Regions from separate parts of the Bos taurus genome. Here region 1 is linked to region 2. A link is a contact called in public Hi-C data. All regions are on one chromosome and are shown on one strand. The core of a region is the stretch at or near the end of the contact, and the rest is flanking DNA. Distances in the headings are between cores, read along the strand shown.

What was found. Hi-C and Micro-C count contacts between places; a contact is called where the count stands out from the background.
Region 1: a Hi-C map of skeletal muscle shows a contact between it and region 2, with 2.2 times the contacts expected there. The contact joins the promoter of RNF144A here to the enhancer-like site in region 2. A contact is called at or near these places in 3 of 11 Hi-C or Micro-C datasets (blastocyst, liver and skeletal muscle).

What each region holds. Positions count from the first base shown.
Region 1 is chr11:90,024,685-90,031,061 of ARS-UCD2.0, reverse strand. RNF144A (ring finger protein 144A) reads left to right here and starts at 4,375. Exons shown (of 9, transcript XM_010810310.4): 1 at 4,375-4,748.
Region 2 is chr11:89,969,701-89,975,887 of ARS-UCD2.0, reverse strand. All of the region lies in intron 2 of RNF144A (ring finger protein 144A), which reads left to right. Among named protein-coding and RNA genes, the nearest start is that of TRNAC-GCA, 11 kb to the left of the region's middle. Within about 2 kb of position 3,822, at least 5 of the 102 cell types and tissues checked have an H3K27ac peak or open chromatin away from gene starts, as enhancers often do. A contact at or near this core is called in liver and skeletal muscle, where this site is marked.

The DNA of each region.
Region 1 (6,377 bases), core at 3,126-5,625, 55 kb before region 2:
CTGTCTCAGCCCAGAAGTGACAGTCTTGCTGATTGTCTAGTGAACAAAACGAGTCACATGCCCCTTCCTAACTGCAAGGGGCTGGGACCTGTGCAGTAGCACATGGGTGTTCAGTGAGCATCAACTTTCTGCCCATAGTTAAGTTCATCTAATGTTGAATATAACTTAATCACTCCTTGAGAGTTGGGGAAACCTTTTAAAATTCTGTCAAGCCACAAGGGTCATATCCTATTGATTATTCCAGAAAAGCAATATAGTAAAACTGAATTGGCCAAGAACCTGGAGTAACAGCAAGTAACAGCACCGTGTATGTCACTAGTTGGCAGTGAACTTGGGAACTTCAAGGACCACTTTCAACCTCAGTGTTTCTATGTGTGACATGAAAAGATGAGATGAAACTTTCTCTCTGGTCTAAATGTTTATGTAGCATCCATGGCCTTTGCATCGGAGCCACGTAGAAGGACAAGTTAGCAGAGAACACTAGAAGACAAGATACACCTATTTTATTCAACAAATATGTATTAAGTGCCCAGAACCTGTTCTTACTGTGCTGGGCTTAGTGGTGAATAAGAGAGAAAATGTCTCTATTTCCTGAGAGGTGTCTGGAAAATATTTTTGCTCTTTTACTAGCATGGAAATCTTATGAGCACATACTCTACGAACTTTAAAGAAGGCAATGGCAACCCACTCTAGTACTCTTGCCTGGAGAATCCCAGGGACAGAGCAGCCTGTTGGGTTGCTGTCTACGGGGTTGTACAGAGTCGGACATGGCTGACGTGACTTAGCAGCAGCAGCAGCAGCAGCTATGACCTTTGATGATGTTTTTATTTTTGTTATGAAATTATTCTCTAAATTGTAGTCACACATGGGCACTGCCTAGCTGTTTGTTTAGTGAGCTGGGGGGTGCTGAAACAAAATACTATTGGCCCAGTGGCTTAAACGATGGAAGTTTACTATCTCACAGTTATGGAGGCTAGAAGTCTGAGATTAGGGCGCCAGCAAGGTTTGTTCCTCCTGAGGGCTGAGAGGAACCTGAAAGCTGTTCCAGGTCTTCTCCTAGCTTCCAGGGGTCAGGTGGAATCTTCAGTGATGCTTAATTTATCTCCATAAATTAATTTATCTCCATCCCTTCATGTTCCCAGAGTGCCCCCTTTATGTATCTGTTTTGAAATTTACCCTTTGTTTTTTTAATATTTGTTTCTAACTTATTTATTCAGCTATGCCAGTTCTTAGTTGCACAACTCAGGATGAGTTGTGGCATGAAAACTCTTATTTATTTTTTTTTATGAAAACTCTTTGTTGTGGCTTGTGGTACCTAGTTCCCTGACCAGAGGTGGAACCCAGGCTCCCTGCATTGGGAGCATGGAGTCTTAGCCTCTGGACCCCCAGGGAAGTCCCTTGAAATTTACCCTTTGTGTGAAGACACCCGTCATAGTGGATTAGGGCCCACTCTTCTCCAGTACGTCCTCAGTTCAGTTCAGTTCAGTTGCTCGGTCGTGTCCGACTCTTTGCAACCCCGTGGACTGCAGCAAGCCAGGCCTCCCTGTCCATCACCAACTCCCAGAGTTTCTCAAACTGATGTTCATTGAGTCTATGTCCTCACTGAGTCAGAATGTCCTCATCTGAACTAATTCCATCTGCGAGGACCCTATTTCCATACAAGTTCATGTCAGGAGGTGGGGTAGGCTAACACTTTAACCTGTGAATCTGGAGACAATTCACCCCTGAAAGTGAAAGTCGTTCAGTCGTGTCCAACTCTTTGCAACCCCATGGACTATACAGTCCATGGAATTCTCCAGGCCAGAATACTGGAGTGGATAGCCTTTCCCTTCTCCAGGGGATCTTCCCAACCCAGGGATTGAACCCAGGTCTCCTGCATTGCAGGCAGATTCTTTACCAGCTGAGCCACCAGGGAAGCCCAAGAATACTGGAGTGGGTAGCCTATCCCTTCTCCAGGGGATCTTCCCAACCTAGGAATTGAACCAGGGTCTCATGCACTGCAGGTGGATTCTTTACTGAATGAGCTATGAGGGAAGCCCAATTCACCCCTAGCAGCGCTCTTTCTACGTGTTTATAAGGATGAATTTCCCCCTTTCCATGTGTTATCTTTCCTAAATTTTATTTTTTCTTCCTTAAGAATTGTGGGCAGATTCTTTACCATCTGAGCCCACCAGCGAAGTCCTATGAAAGGCTGAGGGCAGGAGGAGAAGGGGGCAGTGGAGGATGAGATTGTTGGATGGCATCACCGACTCAATGGATATGTTACAGCAGACTTCGGGAGACAGTGAAGGACAGGGAAACCTGGCATGCTGCAGTCCATAGAATCACAAAGAGTCAGACTCGACTTAGCAACTGAACAACAACAAGGCTGGGAAAGAAAGAGGGGAGGTGTTTGTGGGAATGGAGGCAGGGGTTGGACAAGAAAAGCTTTCCCAAGAGTCCCTGAGAGCAGCAGAGACTTTGCATCACTCTGAGAGGTGAGGAAACTTGCAGCTTTCTAGCCCACCTGGGAAGCTGGGCCCCTGGAAGAGAAACTGAGCGTAGCCTGCTTGGAAGGGACCCAGGACTCAGGGAAGGAGCTGCTAGATATATAGGGAGATGGGCTGAGCATGAAGGGTTACACCCTGGATCCCAACACCGTAAAACCCCCAGGGACCTGTGGGCCTCCAGGGAGAGACAATCAGAGCAATAGTTGACATTTAATTGCCTGCTTCTCTCCAGAAATAAGGAACTGAATTTAAGGCAATTTTAAAAATTAAAGAAATGTGAATGTTTTGGACTTTCAGAATGTGTGATTATGAACCCATGCAAACTCCACTGCCTGAAAAGGTTTAAACTTAAGCCACCGAATGAATCTTGATCTTCACTCAGTTTTGTAGCTAGAGAAGGAACTTCCTGATGGACTTCCATTTCTCCAGCCTCTGGACCATTTGCTGGGGCATTGATTCCCTGGCAACAACCTAGCACAAAACCTTGCCCTCAGTAGATAATCAACAAGGGGCTTCTTCAGAACGATGAGTCATGTTGCCTACAGGCACAAGCGCTTAGCAACAGTGGGTATTTTTAAAAATGAGCTTGACACAACAAACGTCTGGGTGAGACGGTTGACAGCCATGAGAGGAATGGACTGAAAATCAATCAGTGATGGGTGGATGTGACCTTGAGAGATGCAGGCAGCTCATTGGAGAGAACTAGGAAGGACACAGCTCAGGGCAGAGGACTCATCTACATTTACTGAGCACTTACTATGCCCAAGACCCTCTGGAAACTCAATAGAAAATTTACTTCATTTCTCATCTACAGACTCTTATGACCTAATAATCAGACAGTAAATATCCAAAACATGAAGTCTAACAGATGCCATGGAGACAAATGAACTATTTACACAACTCCAGACATCTGGAGATGGGGAGCAGTGATGGGTTAGGAAGACTTCATAGAGAAAAGTCTTGAGACATGAAATTCAGGGCATGGCCTGCTGCAAACTGTGTTATCAATGATGATGTCGTCTTTCCCCGTCGCCCCAACAACAAGCAGGTTAACAAAGACAAACAAACATGGGAATGACCTCACACACACAGTCACACACAGTCACATCACTGCTTAAGCACTTGCAAGAGACACAAAGGCTCAATGACACAACTGGATAAGAGGTTGGTTTTGTACATCAACCCTCTCCTTGCCAACCTCCCCCCTTCCCCCTCCCCCAGGCTTGATTCCCACGCCCCTGGTAATCTACAGAAGCATCTGCATCCGTGTGGACACATTCATCACTTCCCCGGATACTTGCTCTCATCCATCCATCCCTTCATTCATAAGCAGTATCGCACAGTGCTTTCCTGGCTCCACAACCCCTGTACAGAAGGGCCGAATATATTTTCTGTGAAGCTCAGGCCTTTATGCAGAACCATTTTCATCTTCTGGTGAGAGGCTGGGGTAACCAAGTGTCGTTAGAATTCTTCCCATTGTGCCTTCTTTCTTGAATGATGACATTTATACAAAGAATTTGACAGAGACATCAGAAGCGCTCATTCATATTTGGGAGGAATTCATATTTAAGAAGTTACCAGAATAACTTCTCAGTGTAGATGAGACAGATTTATTATTATTATTATTTTTAAAGATGTGTATGTAGTAGGGGAAGATAAATTATGCAGTGTCACGATAGCTAGTATTGTAGTTTGGGGGGAAATGAGACAAAATACAGCTAAGGATTATGAAATCCTTAAAATTTTCCAGTTATGTTGAGATTGCTCTTTGCTTATTTTCCTTATTTAATCCCTGACAAGATCTCTATGACCTCTATGACCATTAGTAGTTTTCAGATAAGAAAATCAAAACACAAAGAAGTTAACTAACTTGCTCAGTTAAGGTCACTGGACCCATTAGGTGATGGTACTAGACTGCAGAGTCAACACTGGAGGGTGTGGTGTTAAGGACGAAAGCGGTGAGGGTGGGTTTTCCCATACTTCGGGAGAAGAATCTATGTATTGAAGGGGGCATTCTTTCATACCCATCTTGTTCAGGTACGCATGCTGGAGACAGAATTAAATACCTGTGTAACTTCTAGTTATTAGGGGGAGTGGCAAGGAGAAATCTTACAGGAAAATTATACCTTCAAATACCTTTGGCTCTAACAAGCTCGAAACCGTAAGGCAGAGGAAGTCAACAGCCCAGAACTGGAACTCGGGAATCCACAGAGCCGAAGGACCAGACGAGCCTGGGGCTCCATCCGTCCAGCACGTCAGGTACGGGGAGGCAAAGACCTTTGGCGCGTTGATGAGATGCTAGCTTAGAAAGGCCCTCAGCCTTTAGGCACGGTCCCCACCGCCAGGGCATGGAGCCCGGGTTCCGGGAGCCCGGATCTGGTCCGAAGCGGCCCGGCCGGTTCTCTTTCTATCGCCGCGCTAAGACTGTTTTGGGTCCCCCATTCCTCTCCCAGCTTGCCGGTCTTTGTGCCCCCGAGCGTCGACATCAGGGCCCTCGTCTTCTGGCTGCCACCTAACCGAGGCCGCGGCGTTCCTCCGGGCAGCTTGGGGTCCGGGAGGTCCTGGCGGAGCCTGGGTCCCCGCGGGCCTCGCGCGGGCGGCAGGGGGCGCTGCGCGCCGGGCGGGGCGGGGGCCGAGCCCGTGCGCCCCGCGTCTTTGTGCCGCGCGGCGCCGCCGCCCAGTCTCCCCCCGCGGGCCGCGCGCCCCGGCTGGAGGGCGGGCGGGAATAAAGGGCGGCTCCGCGCGGGGCGGCGCGGACAGCCAGCCTCGGACCGCGGACCTCGGTGCTCGGAGCCCCGCCCGCGGCCGAGCAGGAGCGGCGGCCCCCACCCCTCGGGCCCCGGACGCGCGGGATCAGGTGGGTGACGCGCGGCCCCTTTGTGTCGGCCTCGCCGGGGCGGGCGCGCCCGAGGGCCCCGGGGGAGGTGGCCGTGCCGAGCGGATCCGGCGGCGGCGACGGCCAATCCATCCCCGCCAGGGGCGCCTTCCCGGCCCTGCCCTTGGGTGGCCCGGGTGCCGCCGCGTCCCGGAGCTCCGGCGGGTCCCCGGGGCGGCGGGGGCGGCCTATGGGGTCCGGCCGGGGCGATCCGGCGGGGCGCGGGCAGGAGGCGGGCAGGTCAGCCCGGCCGCGGTGGGCCGGCGCCGCGTCCTCCGGGGTGCACATCCCGGCTCCCGGGACCGCGGCCGCCCGCGTCCCTCCAAGCCGTCCCCTCCCCAGGGGCGCGCAGAAAGTTGTCTGCCGCCCCCCACCCCCCATCCTACCCTCCAGCAGGCTCCCCAGCTCCCCTGCACTGTCCTGGGCACCCAGCTCTGGGCCTCCTGCGAATCTGGACGATCAGGTCCCGAGGAGGAAGGGGTTACTCACTGCGCCCTCATCATCTCGTAGATGTCCAGCTCCAAAAGTTCTCTCTCCCTGCCCTCTTCCCAGCGAACAGGCACAATCATCATAAAAAGCCCAGTCAACAAATAGCCTGTGCTGGCCTCCTGCCAGGCCTTAAGGCTGGGTGAGGGAACCCAGGGGACTATCCCCAGGGGGTCCTGTCCTCCGTGAGGTGAGGGGGATCTGGTCTCCGAACTGGAAACAGACTCAATTCTTGCTTTGATGGTGGGAAGGAAGCCCTTTCCCAGGAGTGGGGCCTGGGGATCTGATAAGGACGCATTCCAGGCAATCTGGCCAGGGGCAGGGCAGATTAGCCCTGTGGATAAAGAAAGTGTGAGATCCAGAGAGCAAGGTGAGGACTGCCTGCCTGAGAACCCTGGGACTTCCCAGGAGGGAGAGGCCGGGGAAGGAGGGTCTGGACTGCTGGTGAAGACGAATTGAGTCAGAGCTTGGAGGTGGGACAGGTTCTGGGTGGCCAGAGGGAACTGGCCAGAGGAGGAAGGGAGAAG
Region 2 (6,187 bases), core at 2,573-5,072:
GATTGGCAAACTCCTTTCTTGTTTCTGTTTTCCTAGGACAAGATGCCCAGTCACGGCCATTTATTTTCTTATACACTCTTTGAGGATGGCGCTTTCCTTAACTGCCTTGGTAACTTTGGTGTCTGGCATACGGGTATACCTGAAATAGTTGTGAAGTGGCTGAACTAGAGAGTCAGAGGTGCCGAGAGCAGAAGGGGCCAGCAGCTCCCTGTCTTCATGCTCCTGTGTGAACACCCCTGATGCTTTCCTGTTTCATTTATGTCATCTCCATGACCCCCCCTCGAGAAGCACGGCATTTATTATTCACCTCAAATTATAGATGATGGTGCTGAGGCTTCCAAGGGGTTGTGGAAGTGTCTGAGAGCTCGTGAATCTAAGGTGCAGTCGAGTCTTAAGTCTGGGTCTCCTGAACCTTAGAGAAGTGTTCTTTCTGTTACACTACTGGTATGTATTCAAAGATGCTATGTTTTAATCTGATGGCACGTGGGCTTACTGCACAGCTGTAGCACCATGTTCTGGAAGGCTTGCTGGTTTAGGGTCCATGCCCTCACACCTGATAGCCTTTCGCTGCGGATATACACTATGAAAAACAGGGAGGCCACTTCCAAATCATTAGTGGTCTTCAGCTATGTTCTCACTGGTTTCTCCGCCCCTAGCTATCTTAGCCGGAGAAGGCAATGGCACCCCACTCCAGTACTCTTGCCTGGAAAATCCCATGGACGGAGGAGCCTGGTAGGCTGCAGTCCGTGGGGTCTCGCAGAGTCGGACACGACTGAAGCGACTTAGCAGCAGCAGCAGCAGCAGCAGCTATCTTAGCAAAGCTCTCACTGGTTTCTCTAACCTAACTGGATCTCTGAAACGGAGTGATTGTTCTAAAGTGATAAACATGCTCTGATCAAAGCTCCATCACTGGAGCTCCAAAGACCAAGTTCTGAGGCTTTATCTGAACCTGCAAGGTCAGCTTCTGGCCTCCCTGCAGCCTGGTGCACTCTGAGGTCCCCATGCATGCCTGACTGGTGTCTGAGGAGGGAGTTCTCCGTGGTTGTTCCCTCCCCTCGGTCAGGTGTCTGCAGGAAGCTGGTCCTAAGATCCAGGTCCGTGGAGATGGATGCCCCTCCCCATCCCCGCCCTAGCCCCTTCGGAGACTGCATCCCTCCTCCCCGTGATTACTGGGGTTTACCCAGCTGAGTCACAGTGAGCTTGGCAGGGAGGGCTGTGGATCTCCTGGACTCTGACATCCCCTGGAGGGCCGTGCCCTTAGTCAGTCAATGAAGGAGCTGCATTTACAAAAATTCCCTTTTGAATTCCCTGACGTGTGCGCATGCTCTGTGGGTGTTTAGAGGCTGTGACGGTTGGGAGGGAGCTGGCTGCGGGGTCCTTCAGAGGGACCCGGCTCAACCTGATGTCCAGCTTGGCCTTGGTCCTGAGCTCATGGTGTCTGATGTATGGAGATCACTGTGACCTCTGCCAGGGAAGGTCCCCCCGCCCCTGGGGTGGGGTCTCCGTGCGCTCCCAGGCAGCTCTGCACGGCACTGGCTCTCAGCGTGCTTGTGGGATAGATCAGCAGTGTAACTCCTCTTAATGCTTAGACTTTTTGAACCTTTTTCAGTTCTGGGCCTCCATAGATCCCAGAGAACACTAGAGGGGTGCTCAGAGAGTTGGTTCTGCCAATGCTTTCCATGAAAGCAGAGTCCCTTCTCCCACCCTTACCACTCTTTGAGCTGTCTTGCCCTGTGTGTTACCTTGTAGGCACCCCGTGTGTCACCCTGTAGGCCCCTGTGTGTTCCCCTGTGTATCACCTTGTAGGCACTGTGTGTCACCCCAGGTGTCACCCCATGCGTGTGTCACCCTGGAGGCACCCCGGATGTCACCCCATGTGTGTGTCACCCTGGAGGACCCTGGGGATCTGGCACCCACTCCCTTCTCAGCATCCAGCCTCGACTTGTCTGTTTTGAGATGCCCACTCTGGCTTCTCAGCTTTTCTCCTGGACTTAGGCCACATAATCTTGGATGAGCCTGCCAGGCACCGACACGCTGGTGGGGCTGCAGGGGCCACTGCGCCCGTGGTGGACACCCTGTCTGTGATGGATGCCCACAGAGGGCCGGCCCATGGCCTGTGGCCTGGCTGCAGCGTGGCTCTTGGGCCCTCGTTCCCGGGATGCGCAGCCGGTTCCGTCAGCTCTGCCCTGTGCAGGCCCCCTGCCCTGGATGGATGCTCCCGTCGATCCAGGAAAGGCCCAGAAAGCACAAAAGGCAGGATGGAAAGCTGAAGCCGAGCCAGCTCACTCGCTGCTGTGATGGACATAATGCACACAGACAGACGGACACAAAACGGACAAGCCGTGCTTGCTCTCCTTCCATCACTCAGTGGGAGGAAATAGGGAGAAAGAAAAAGAAAAAGTAGAAAGTCCTGGCTCAGGTAGAGCAGCCTGCCGAGATGCCGAGAAGGAAGGTCCTGAGTTCCCTGCAGACTGCTCAGCACAGACCTTGAGAAAGTGGTCAGGGCACCCGTCGGAGGTGCTGAGGGAGCCCCCAGCTCCTTTGGGCATCACACAGACGGGCCAAGACCCACACCTTCAGCTGATGGCGTGGCGGCCTTTCCTCAGTCACAGTGGCGAGTTCCTGGGCCTGTGATGTGGCTTTTGGGGCCAGGCCAAGGCCTCCCGCGTCCACTCTTCTGGGATCATCCGTGTGACCACAGTGGACTTCCCAGAAGGTCCATGCTGGCCGATCGATGTTCCTGAGTCTCGGCAGAGGGTGGCAGGGGCTTGGCCCACACGCGGGCACAGGTGTCCTTGACCCTGGGTTCCCCGTGGTAGTGCCTGACAACGTGGGAGTCAAAGGAAGATGGGGCCTTTCAGTCTTTGTTTTTGTTGTCAGGCCTAAAGCCTGTCCACAGCTGGGGTTTAAGTCTGAAGATCTCAGACCTGCGGGGCCTTGGCAGGGAGTACAGGCCGCATGCTGACAAAGTGCTTTCGTTCTGGCAGGGAGACTTTCCTCTGAATCAGCTGTTGTGTGTGATCTGTGCTGGGGTGGAGAGTGCACAACCCCCTCCCTACTACCCGGAGGGAGTGAGGCCCTTCCTGGAGGCCCTCCTGGTTCTAGGCCAGTCCACTTGCCTTACAGATGCAGAGACACGCAGGTGGACAGACACACAGGCACACAGATGTACAAACGCACAGATACATAGGTGGACAGACGCACACACACACAGTGGACAGACACAGATGCACAGACGCACGGACACACAGATGGACAGACACACAAATGCACAGATAGATGGACAGACGCACAGACACACCGGTGGACAGACACACAGACACACAAATGCATAGACACACAGATACACAGGTGGACAGACGCATAGACACACAGGTGGACAGACACACAAACGCACAGATACACAGATGGACAGACGCACAGACACACAGGTGGACAGACTCACAGATACACAGATGCATAGACACACAGATGGACAGACACACAAACGCACAGACACACAGGTGGACAGACACACAGACACACAGATACATAGGTGGACAGACACACACACGGGGGACAGACACACAAATGCACAGATACACAGGGGGACAGACACACAGATGCACAGACACACAGACAGTCGGGTTTGAGGGGCCTGGCTGGCTGTCCAGGCACAGATGGCTGTCGGGCAGAGAGAGGAGGAAGGCCAAGGTGCTGTCTCCCTGCCCTGATCCTGGCGCCCGGCTTCCCTGTGAGCACTCAGCACCCCCACGCCTCTTACTGAGCTCGGCTCAGGTGGCGGAGGCGGCAGGGGCGGGCTGTCTGGGGGCTGTGGCTTCACCTTTGTCCTTCTGGACTGCGGCCGCCGTGGGTGCCGAGGAGGACTCACTTGGTCAGCACCGGGGACAGTGCAGCACGTGGCCACCCCCTCCCCCTGACCACTTCTTAAAAACACTTGCAGTTAGGATGTGGTGCATTTATATTAAACATCAGGGAGCTCAGGGTTTTGTTTTATTTTCTCTAAGAGTCACTTCAAAGCCAGGTTGCCTTCAGTTGGGTGTTGACCGTGTCATGAAGCATCCGATCCAGGCAGTGGTCATTTGCAGGTTTCCTCTGTCCAGGCCCCGATGGGGGTTCACCCCTCGTGGAAACCTCACGAGATAGGCCTTATCGCCCTGATCCTGACGAAACAGAGACCCAGGGAGGTCAGGCCGTGCTCCAGGCCTCCAGTGCTGACCCCACCTCAGTGGCTGGCTTTGCCCGGCTCCACGGCTGCCCCCTTTGCCTTGCCCACCGCACTCCACTCATTCTGCTGTCTGGGCGCATTGTCTTTATTTCTGTATATTTTTGTACACCTGTGCCCATTCTCTTGCAACCAGTTCAACTCAGCATACACATCCCAAGCTTGTACTTGGGGGAAGGCAAATGTTATAAGACCTAAAAAGTGAAAACACTATGTAGAAATGGCCACGTGTCTCCCAAAACCTTAACGAGAGAAGTGGAGGGGAGGACGGGGGTCATGACATGGGTTGAGTGTCCAGGGTTCAGGGTGACACTGGGGTGAGTTGTGCAAAGATCAAGGTCTGGAGTGGGGTCCGGGGGCATCTCAGAGGCCCTTGGACACTAAACGAAGAATTATACTTTACCCAGTGGGCAGCCTCCCTAAATACTACTAAAATTTATTTTTTAATCTATGTATATTTTTTGATGTGGGCCATTTAAAAACTCTTCACTGAATTTGTTAAGATACTGATTCTGTTGTTTATGTGCTGTTTTTTTTTTTTTTTTTTTGGCTATGAGGCATGTGCAACTTAGCTCCCCTAGTGGGGATTGAACCTGCAATCCCTGCAGTGGAAGGCAAAGGCTTAACCACTGGACCACCACGGAAGTCCTCCTAAATTCTACTTTAGATGAGCCAGAGCAGGGCTCCCGGTCCCCATGGGGCAGGGCTGGCTTCTCCTCTGATCGCTCTTTCCTCCCCATAGAGCAGGGATGTGGAAGTCCCCAGAGACTTATCACTTCTTCCTACACACATCACAGACTACACAGACTTCCTAGACTACATACCTCTTCCTCCCCACCCTATCCCTGTAAAATGTGCTGTCGCATTCGAGTCATAGCCTGGGGCCAGGTTGGCCATTTATACAGCACAGGTACCCCAGGCTGAAACCTGGGGGATGCTCAAAGTCCACATCCCTGGAGTAAGTCTACATCTTAGGACACCCTGAGATATTCCCAACATGCTCTCCTCGTGAGAGGGCTGGGGTTGCCAGGAGTTGGGAAAGGTGAGGGGAAGTAGTTGAGAGCTGGTAAGCACAGAACCTCTGCACAGTCTGATGGTTAATTATGAGGCCTGGGTCCCTTTGAACACTCAGATGCAGGCAGGAGAATTGCAGTCGCAACAGCTCATGGAGCCCCAAGCCCGTGGGTCCCCCGAGACTTTTGTGGCACCAAATAGGACTTTGATCTCACCTTCCCGCAGGTTCCGAGACACAGTTTTCTGCTCTCAGCCACTTCCTCTCTTGGCTTTTCACGGCACCCTCGTCCCCGGCCCCCACATTCTGTGATTCTAATAATTAGTTTTTCTTTGGAAACATACAGACTGCCTCTGCTACTTGAGAGGATGCTTTATGACAGTGAAGGCCTTTGGAAAACTACGTGGAAACATGGGAGGAGGAAAAGTTAACTGTGTGTTGTTTTGGTTTCTTGCTCATTGAAACCTTTTAATTTAATTTAATTTTTTTTTTCTGTTTCTCCCCTGGGATGGGCTTGGGAAGATGTTCAGCGTAGATGGTGACGTTTGTATCTTTGGAATACAGTCTTTATAGCAGAGCCAAAGCCTCTGAGGTTTCCAGATAAATGCTGGCTGTGTTCTTATTTTTTGAAGCTTAGTCTAGCGAGAGTCTGCTCCGATGCTCGGAAGACAGAGTGGGAAGAGGGAGCCTTTTCTTCTGTGCTGTTAGTGGGTCGCATGGGGGCGAGTCCACCCAGATCCCTGCGTTCTCTGGTGACCGCTCCTCGAGGGGAGCTGCCAGGCGCGCGTGACAGAGTGGTGATCAAACCGTAACCAGACATTTAACCCAGTCTTGAATATGAAGACAAAGCGTTCGTAGCTCAGACTTGTCGCGTGCAGGGAGAGAACTCCTGAAGTCAGAGGAACCACAGGCGTGCTCTCTGCTGGGTGTTTTTCATACCCCTGCCCTTC